Regions from separate parts of the Muntiacus reevesi genome. Here regions 1 and 2 are each linked to region 3. A link is a contact called in public Hi-C data. All regions are on one chromosome and are shown on one strand. Each heading gives the region's core, a stretch centred on a gene start, on an enhancer-like site or on the middle of the called end of the contact. The rest is flanking DNA. Distances are from core to core; before and after follow the strand shown. Region 1 holds the start of LOC136166590 (acyl-coenzyme A thioesterase THEM4-like). Region 2 holds the start of CX3CR1 (C-X3-C motif chemokine receptor 1). Region 3 holds the start of GORASP1 (golgi reassembly stacking protein 1).

The links. A called contact is a pair of places that touch in the nucleus more often than the background predicts.
Region 1: a contact with region 3 is called in a Hi-C map of muscle, with 2.9 times the contacts expected there. The contact joins the promoter of LOC136166590 here to the promoter of GORASP1 in region 3. A contact is called at or near these places in 2 of 3 Hi-C or Micro-C datasets (blood and muscle).
Region 2: a Hi-C map of blood shows a contact between it and region 3, with 4 times the contacts expected there. The contact joins the promoter of CX3CR1 here to the promoter of GORASP1 in region 3. A contact is called at or near these places in 2 of 3 Hi-C or Micro-C datasets (blood and muscle).

Annotation. Positions count from the first base shown.
Region 1 is chr4:72,294,381-72,297,080 of mMunRee1.1, reverse strand. LOC136166590 (acyl-coenzyme A thioesterase THEM4-like) reads right to left here and starts at 1,373. Exons shown (of 6, transcript XM_065933073.1): 1 at 1,105-1,373; 2 at 1-159. The coding sequence starts at 1,224.
Region 2 is chr4:72,241,442-72,244,183 of mMunRee1.1, reverse strand. It overlaps CX3CR1 (C-X3-C motif chemokine receptor 1), which reads left to right and starts at 1,285. Exons shown (of 2, transcript XM_065935244.1): 1 at 1,285-1,356. All of the region lies in intron 5 of CCR8 (C-C motif chemokine receptor 8), which reads right to left.
Region 3 is chr4:72,101,705-72,104,468 of mMunRee1.1, reverse strand. GORASP1 (golgi reassembly stacking protein 1) reads left to right here and starts at 1,295. Exons shown (of 9, transcript XM_065933038.1): 1 at 1,295-1,473. The coding sequence starts at 1,411. It overlaps TTC21A (tetratricopeptide repeat domain 21A), which reads right to left and starts at 1,247. Exons shown (of 29, transcript XM_065933026.1): 1 at 1,083-1,247. The coding sequence starts at 1,109.

The sequences.
Region 1 (2,700 bases), core at 124-2,623, 190 kb before region 3:
AAGGAACTGCCAAGAGTGACAGTAACCGGGAAGTCGCGTCCACGTTCCATCCACAGTCTTCTCCATGAGTTCATTGTACAGCCTCACCATGATGGGGCTCCAGCCGGAGTTCGGGAGGGAATAATCCTTTGAATCGGAATGGAGGTGACTTCTTGAGACCTGGGAAGTTCAAAAGGTAGCTGACTGTGTCCGCTCCTACAGGTCCGGCACAGCTGAAAGGAAACTTGGGGTGGGGGAGGATTCAGGCCCGGGACCCACGCAGCCAGAAGTGACCTTGGGGAGTCGGGGGGGCAGGGAATCAAACCCAAGACCCAGGAGGCCAGAGGGGACCCTGAGGGGTGGGGGTTCAGACCTGTGACCACAGCAGACTTGCAGGGGCCCAAGTGGGCAGGGAAGATGCTGGTCACATTTTCTGATGATCCTCCAGTGCCCCGAAGGCCCCATTCTGTTCTGCTGATCCCCTCGCTATGAGTAGGCCCCATCCAAGCATGGGAACCTCTTCCCTACCCCAGCCCCCATGAGGGCCATCCCACCTCCACTTTTCTTCCTTTCCTCCTGTCCTTCCGCGTCCTACCTCGTCGTGTGGGGATTCCGCTCATCTGCTTAGGTGTCCAGGGACCCTCACCAGCGCCTAGTAGGTGCTCCTACTTATGAGCAGACACGAACTCCTTGTCCTCCCACTCCATCGTCTTGACTGTTACCCACAATTTTCTTTTAGTTACACCTCTTATTTTGTCCAGAAAATGTTATGTGAAACAGTAATCACTGCTTTCCCTTGAGTCGCCACTAATCATATTCTTTCCTGATTCTGCTCACTTGCTCAATCTGGGGCTCAGCAACCCCACTTAACCATATGGGAAAGGTTCAGCAGGGTCAGGAAGACTGGAGGGGCCTCCAGATATTGTCACTAAGTTCCCAGGCTGAGGGTCCACCCCTCCATACAGGATGAAACGGCCAAGTGGCATGAGCATCTTCTAGACATCAGGAGTCCTGGCTCCGAGTCCTCATCTGTCACAGGAGTCTAAGGTCCCTGGTAGCTCCCTCCCTCTGAGACTCTGACCACACTCACAGCGGCCCGCATCTGGATGCAACGTGGGTACTCACGGTGATGAGTGGGGCTGGCATCCAGGCTGACCAGAGCATCTGGGGCTGGCCAGCCAGGGCCGGGAGAAGGGGTGCTGCCTTTGGATTCCTCGCCAGCCACCTGAGACCTCTCTTCAGCATGACGTCCAACCAAGACGGGCCAACTGAACCTTCTTCCAAAGGCAAGCCTTCCTCCTGGTAGTTGAGCACAGACCTGAGGCTCGGACTCAGCCAATCAGAGCCCGTGTGGGTCCTCTGAGGGCCAGGCCGTCCCACGTCCCTCTCCTGCATCAGGTTAAGCAGTGCGGAGCGGAACTAGAAAGGACGTCAGGCAATTGTGGGTTAGTAAGTTACACATGCATTTGATCTGGGGAGTTGCCAGATGTATTTTTGACTGCGTGCCTGGAACAACTGAGTCAATCAGAATGTTTTGCAGGCCAGGTTCACTGGGATGGAAAAACGATAACCAGGAGCCAGAGTGGATAACCTCAGTCTCTGCGTGTAAGGGCAGATGGCTTTGATACCTCACCTTGGTTCTTAACCGTGTCTTATATCAGAGGCCAGTTCATTCATTCATCTGACAAATGTTAATTAGGCACATACTATGTGCCAGGAACTGTTCCAGACTCTGGGGGCACAGGAGTGAATAAAACAGATGAAGTCGATGACCTCATGGGGTTTATGTCCTAAGTAGGTAGTTAACAAGTAACATTAATTGTTGCACTTTCTACCCCCAGCTGCTGTACTACCTGTTTCTCTGTTTTATCAATTTTAATACTTAATGTTATCTCATAAACAGCCCAAATTAAAAGTTCACCAATCATCCCCAAACTGTCTTTCAGAGCATTCCCCCTCTACCAACCCAGAATCCAATTTAAGATCATTTATTTCAGTTAATTGTTATGTCTTTAGCCTCCTTTAATCTGGAACAGTTTTTCAGCTTTTCCTTGACACATTCTTAACATACCACACACACACATACACCAGATACATGCAGGAATGAGCTCCCATTCTTTCCACCCTGCTTTAGGGGACTCTTGTTACTCCCAGTGAGTGAACGGTAGGTGGCGTTAGAACACAGCTTCATAACCTTGCATAATCATCCCACAGATATCAGAGGTATGCATTATTGCTATTAACATCCGCATTTACATATAAAGACACTGAAGCACAGAACAGTTAAAGTACACTGCCCAAAACTGCACAGCTAGTAAAATGTTATATGCTGTGCATTTTTATTATAGTAATAATAATTAAACTTTTATGTGTACAAAGATGTTTATAGGCTATAGGTGGGACATCGGGTAGGTCTATGGAGCAGGCAAGGCAGAAAGCAGCATCATCACCATCTTCAGCTTTGTCTTACACGTGTCTGCCTTGACATGCAGAGATGCTACCTCAGGCCAGCTTGTATGTGAGAAGCGGGGTCTAGGACAGGAAGTCCAAGGTGACCCTTGCAATGTCCTGAGCAAGGCCAGCATGGGTCAAGATCCGAGGCACTTCCCACGTCACAAGTGTTGCAGGTCAGTATCTCTCATGAACACAGATACAAAAATCCCAAGAGAATCCAATGCTTTATTGTTAAAATGATCACAAACATGAGGTCATTTTTTCTAG
Region 2 (2,742 bases), core at 36-2,535, 140 kb before region 3:
GCTGGGCGCAGGCTGTGAGCACAGCGGTGGCAGCCGGGGAAGGCCGTGAGAGGGGGCGGGCGGGGCGTCACTGACCATTCAATGAACATGTGTGCTGAAGGCCCGCTGGTGCCAGAACCTGTTTAGACCCTGGGGTACAGACAGACCAGAAGGAGGCTTGGCCTTAAGCATGACTTAGGCAAGTAAGGAAGTAGTGGAAAGGCAGTGCAGCCGAGGTGATTGAGATTAAGTCAGAGAACCAGCTGGCCAGGGCGGGGAGCAGGAGCAGGCCTGGATGTCAGGGCCTGGCCAGGAACCACTTCCCGCTGGAGCAGCCTGGGCCATTGCCCTTCAGATACAGAACCTGGGCTAGACTGCAGGGCAAAGGGAACCACTACGTGCTTGAGGAAGGTGAGGGGAACCATAATTATTAAGCATCGACCAGGAGCCAGGCGCTCAGTCGGTGCTTTCTGTATCAATGCCTCTCAGGTTCACTGTGTTTATCAAACTCCTAAAAATTTCATTAAAATGCAGTCTCTGTGTTTCATATCTTATAATAACCTATAATGGAAAAAAAATCTGAAAAAGATATATATGTATAAATGGATGTACGCATAACTGAATCAGTTTGCTGTGTACCTGAAACACTGTAAGTCAAATACACTTTGATAGAAAAAAAAAAAATTTAAATAAAACAATGTAAGCATACCTTAGAAATATTGTGAGTTTGGTCCCAAACCACTACAATAAAGTAGATTCACAACAAAGTCAGTCACATGAAAAAAAAAAACCTAAAAATACAGATACCTAGAGATGACTTTTCTTTATAGCAAATAAAAGCTTAGAAGGCATCAAAAAAAAAAAAAAAAAATGCAGAGTCTGATTCAAGAGGCCTGGGGTGGCGGCAGCCTGAGGTGCTGCATCTCTGAGAAGCTCCCAGCTGGGATCACACTTTGAGAAGAAAAACTGTAGCTCACTTCATCTGCACTCCAGTGCTATCCAGTGAGTATCACGGGCTCCCTTTTATTAGCAGGAAAACCGAGGCTCAGTTTCCAGGCCTGCCTAAAGGCACATCATTAAAGAGAGCTACCCTGTTTCCTGCCCGCTGCCACCCACCCACTCCACGCGAGAGGTAACGCAGTCCCCAAGTTAACACACACCCTCCCATCTCAGCTGGCCTCCAGCCTGGAGCTTCTGAGCCTGCAGCAGCATCTAAAGATAGTCTGCCTCACAGGAAACCAGATACTATTGGCTAACTTTGCAAATAAGGATGCCCTCAGAGGAAAGGGAGATACTCTCTGACAGACTGTGACTGGGACAGGAAGGCTGACTGGCGCATCTCCACCTCTCGGGGTTCCCGCCCCAGATCCAGTCCAGGTAGGAGCAGAGGGCTCGTTTAGCACCTGTGGGCGCGCTGGGTGAGGCACAGTGGTCAGAGGTCAGAGTGGGTTAACGACGCTGGTTTGTTTTACTTGCCAACAAGGGAAACCATTTTCCAGAGGATCTTACAGTCTAAATGTACTAGGGGGCTTGGTAGGGGAAGACAGTGACTGATTAGATCACTTATGATGATTCCACCATCATATGGTGGAATATGATTAGAAGTGTTAATAATTCTGTTTCAGGGGCATGGAGAAATGTTCATTAAAAAAAAAGCATCATTTAAAATTGCATCTGCAAGCTATTATATATAGGGTGGGTAAAAAACAAGGTTCTACACTATAGCCAAGGGAATTATATTCAATATCCTATAATAAACCATAATGAAAAAGAATATATACATATATGAATCACTGTTCTATAGCAGAAATTAACACCTTATGAATAAACTACAATAAAAGAAAAAAAATAAAAGGTAAGATTGCATCTGGATGATATTGAGGAATTACTGTTAACTTTCTAAGGTAAGAAACAGCAGCAAAGTTATTATTATTATCATCATCTTTTTTTCCTGGTCATACTGCAAGCGTTGCGAGATCTTAGTTCCCTAAGCAGGGATTCAACACCGCCAGGGCAATAAAATCGTGGAGTCCCAGCAACTAGGACCACCGGGTAACTCCCATTATTATTATTATTGTTAACTATCCACATCTGTTTTATGCTCCTTCTCCATGTATTCCTAGAAAGATTTTTTTTTTTTAATAGGAGCAATAAGAATCCACTGTAGAGTCTGAAGCATACACATACAATTTGTGTTTCTAGGAATAAAATAAGTAAAATAGACAGCAAGCCCTTTTATGATCTTTCCTTCTGGCACTACCCTATTCTTGACTTTCTGTTCAAAAGTGACACGTCTTTTCCTTGTCTAGGTCTTTATTTTTTTCCCTATAATTAAAAACTTTTATTTTTTCTTTCTTGAGTTTTTTCTTTCCTTTTTCTTCCATGCTTTTTTGCACCATCTGCAATTTTTATAATGAGCATCTACTGCATTTATAATGAAAACTATTTTAGTAATAAACTGCTGATAGACTTTGATATTCAACACTGACGTATGCTTTTATAATCACTGTGAGGACATTCGGGCTCAGAAGGTTGGTGTCATTGGAAAACATCATCTTCAGAAAGAAAGTATGAGTGGACACACATATGGGTGAATTGCAACTCTTGGTAGGGAAGAAAACCTATACAACATCTCTTTAAGTATGTTCCTATGCCCTTTTGTCTTTTCCCTAAACCTATGTTCATTGAAAACATAACACACTCAAAGGACGGTGTGCAGGTCAACAACTTATAAACTGATCTCCCTTCTAACCACCATCGAGG
Region 3 (2,764 bases), core at 46-2,545:
GAAAGAGTTTGGAGATGGCTTGTTTGGGAATTAAGCACAGATTCTGGTTCAAAAGTTGATGAGAAATTCAACTCAGGTTTTGCCTTATGAAGGGAATAAGGGGGAAGGAGGAGGACCAGTAATAAGAATCATGACACCAATAGTTAGAATTGTGAGTTATTGTGGGCTAACCACCTGTGGTGAAGGGGATCAAGGGCTTTACGCCTATTATCTTATGTATTATTCTCTCCATATTCTTCACAATTAAGGAAGCCAAAGCCCAAGGAGGCTGTGGCTTGACAAACATCATGCAATAAGAGAGGCTGAGATTTCAAAGTGAAGTCTCACTTCCCCTAAGGTTTGTGGATGCTGGGGTTGGGGATAGATGTGGTTGGATTGTAAACAGCCTTGTGGGCCATATGAAAGAGCCCAGACATCATCCTGAGGGTAATAGGAAGCAGCTGGAATGGTTTTACGCATGAGGATAGCGGGGGGTAGGGCAAATGTTCAGATGTGTGTTTTTGCAAAAACCACTCTGGCTCCTGTGTGTGTGTGTTGGGGTGGTTGCTGTTGGCGGTGGTGGTGGTAGGGAGACCACTGGTGAAGAGAGATGAAGTAGAGAAACCAGCTGAGAGAGGGGCTGTTGCAGGTGCCCAGAGGGGAGAGGGTGGTGATACTGGGCTAGGAGATAAAATAAGGAGCTGATATTTTCTGCTGATAGACAGGAGCTGGAGATGGCTGTGGGGAAGAGTAACGGCTGGGGGGTCAAACGGTGGTGCTATCCACTAGGGTGAAGGACACAGAAAAGGTACAGGCGGTTGGAGCCGGGGGTGGGGGTCGGATAATGGCAAGGTGATGGGCTTTTATGCTTTGGTTTGGGGGAGCTCGGAGATAAGACTGGGTGGGGATGATGGCTAGGGGCTCAGGGTACACAGGGAACACTAGACAGGATGTGCTCGCCACGGAAAGAGGCGAGAAGGCGCCAAGACCGTCTGAAGAGGCCGGGGACAGCGAAAGCCGGGTGGCGGTCAGAGAGGTAACAGGGAAGCTGCAGGTCGCGGGGCTGACTGGGCCAGAGGAGGAGCAGTGCCCGGGTCACGCACCATAAGGGAGGAGTCATTGCTGCTCATCTCTGCGCGCCCGCGGCTCTAGAGTCGGGGTCTCGTGGTGCCGGGCAGAGCGAGATTCCCAAGTCAGGGTCCTGGGTGCGCCAGTCGCGGCCGGAAGTCGGAGGCTCGCGCGTCCTTGGAAACGGAGCGGCTGGCTGTTCTCTAAGGGCGTCAGCGTTTGGGGTGGGCGTGGCCAGGCGCCCACGTGACAAGGCGCGGGTAGTCGAGCGCCGAGAGGGCGAGTCCGCGCTGGGGGCACCCAGTTGGGCCTCCCGGGTAGGCGTCGAGGTCCCGGGCACCGTCGCCCGAGCTGACCGTGGCCATGGGCCTGGGCGCCAGCGCCGAGCAGCCTGCGGGCGGCGCCGAGGGCTTCCACCTGCACGGGGTGAGTCGCCCCTGCGGCGCCTGAGGTCTTGGCGCGGCACCCGCTCCGACGCGCGGGAACGCCAGATCGCCGGCCCGGGGGCGGCAGCCGCGGGGTCTCGGCCCTGGGTGGCCTCCCGGGGGAGGGTGGTACCCCTTCTCGGTGGGAGTCGTCGCCGGAGAGAAGGCGCCGTGGCACCCCCGGGTCCCGGCCCGCCTGCGGCCGCGGTCGGCCCGGCGCCAGCCCCGAGTGCCAGCTCTGCAGGAAGCGGGAGCGTTTCCTGGTGGAGTCGGGCAGCTCCGGAATGGCACTTGTCCCGGGTGGAGAGTGAACGCACCAGGTTCAGTCAGGAGAATTCGTGCACTTGTGTGAACACATTTATGATCGCCTGCTGTGCACTGCGCTCCATGTTGGGCCTGAGGAGAGAGCCAGCTCAGCCTAGTCCCCGGCCGTCTTGGATCCAAGGAGTTGCCAACTGCCGGGGAGCCCGCCGGCTCTCATCCCACGCTTCTTGGGGTCGAAAGGCTTCGAGAGGCCGAAGACCAGCGAGAACCACACAGGGAAAGTGGGAGCGGGAGAGCAGAGAGAATGCGGCCGAGGGCTCGGGGATAGGTTTGTTGCAGGGGGAGGGTCCCCAGGTGGAACACTGCGGAGAAGCGCGGTAGGGCCTCCGCAGAGAATGAGTCATCCATGTTGCCACAAAGAGGTCTGGATGAGCAGTCCCGAGGGAAGTGGAGATGGAGTGAGTTCCAGGGCCTGAAGGTGGGGAGAAGGGTCCGCAGCCAGACAGAGGTGTGGAGTGATTAGTACCTCGGAGAGGGCGGGGCTGTAACGGAGATGAGAGGGTAGGTGGGTGTCTGTCTCCGGAGCGCAGGTGGGCCAGACTCCCTTTTCCCTTGTGCCCAGATGGATGGCTGCAGAGATGGGCGTAGCTTGTCAGTTTGGTGCCTTACTTTTGAGTGGTCTCTGTTATTGTCATTAACAACTAGGCGGTGGGGGGTTGGGGAATGAGAGTGGGGACGGAAGAGGTTTGCTAAAAGGAAAAGCAGAATGGCTCCAGGACCCAGAGGTAACAGGATTTGTGCTTGCTGATAGGCTTTCCCTAGTGGACACCATGGGCTGGTACCAGACGGAAAAAGTGGACAGTGAAATGCATCCAGCCAGAAGGGTCTTCCAACAGGTTTGATGGAAAGCAAGTTAAGGCTGTTGGCAGGGCCTGGGGGTGGATGGTAAGAGTGAAGATAAGAAGGGCCTGTTGGAGAGGGACAGAGTGGAAAGTTTGAGGAACTGGGTCTTCATTTACGAAACATTT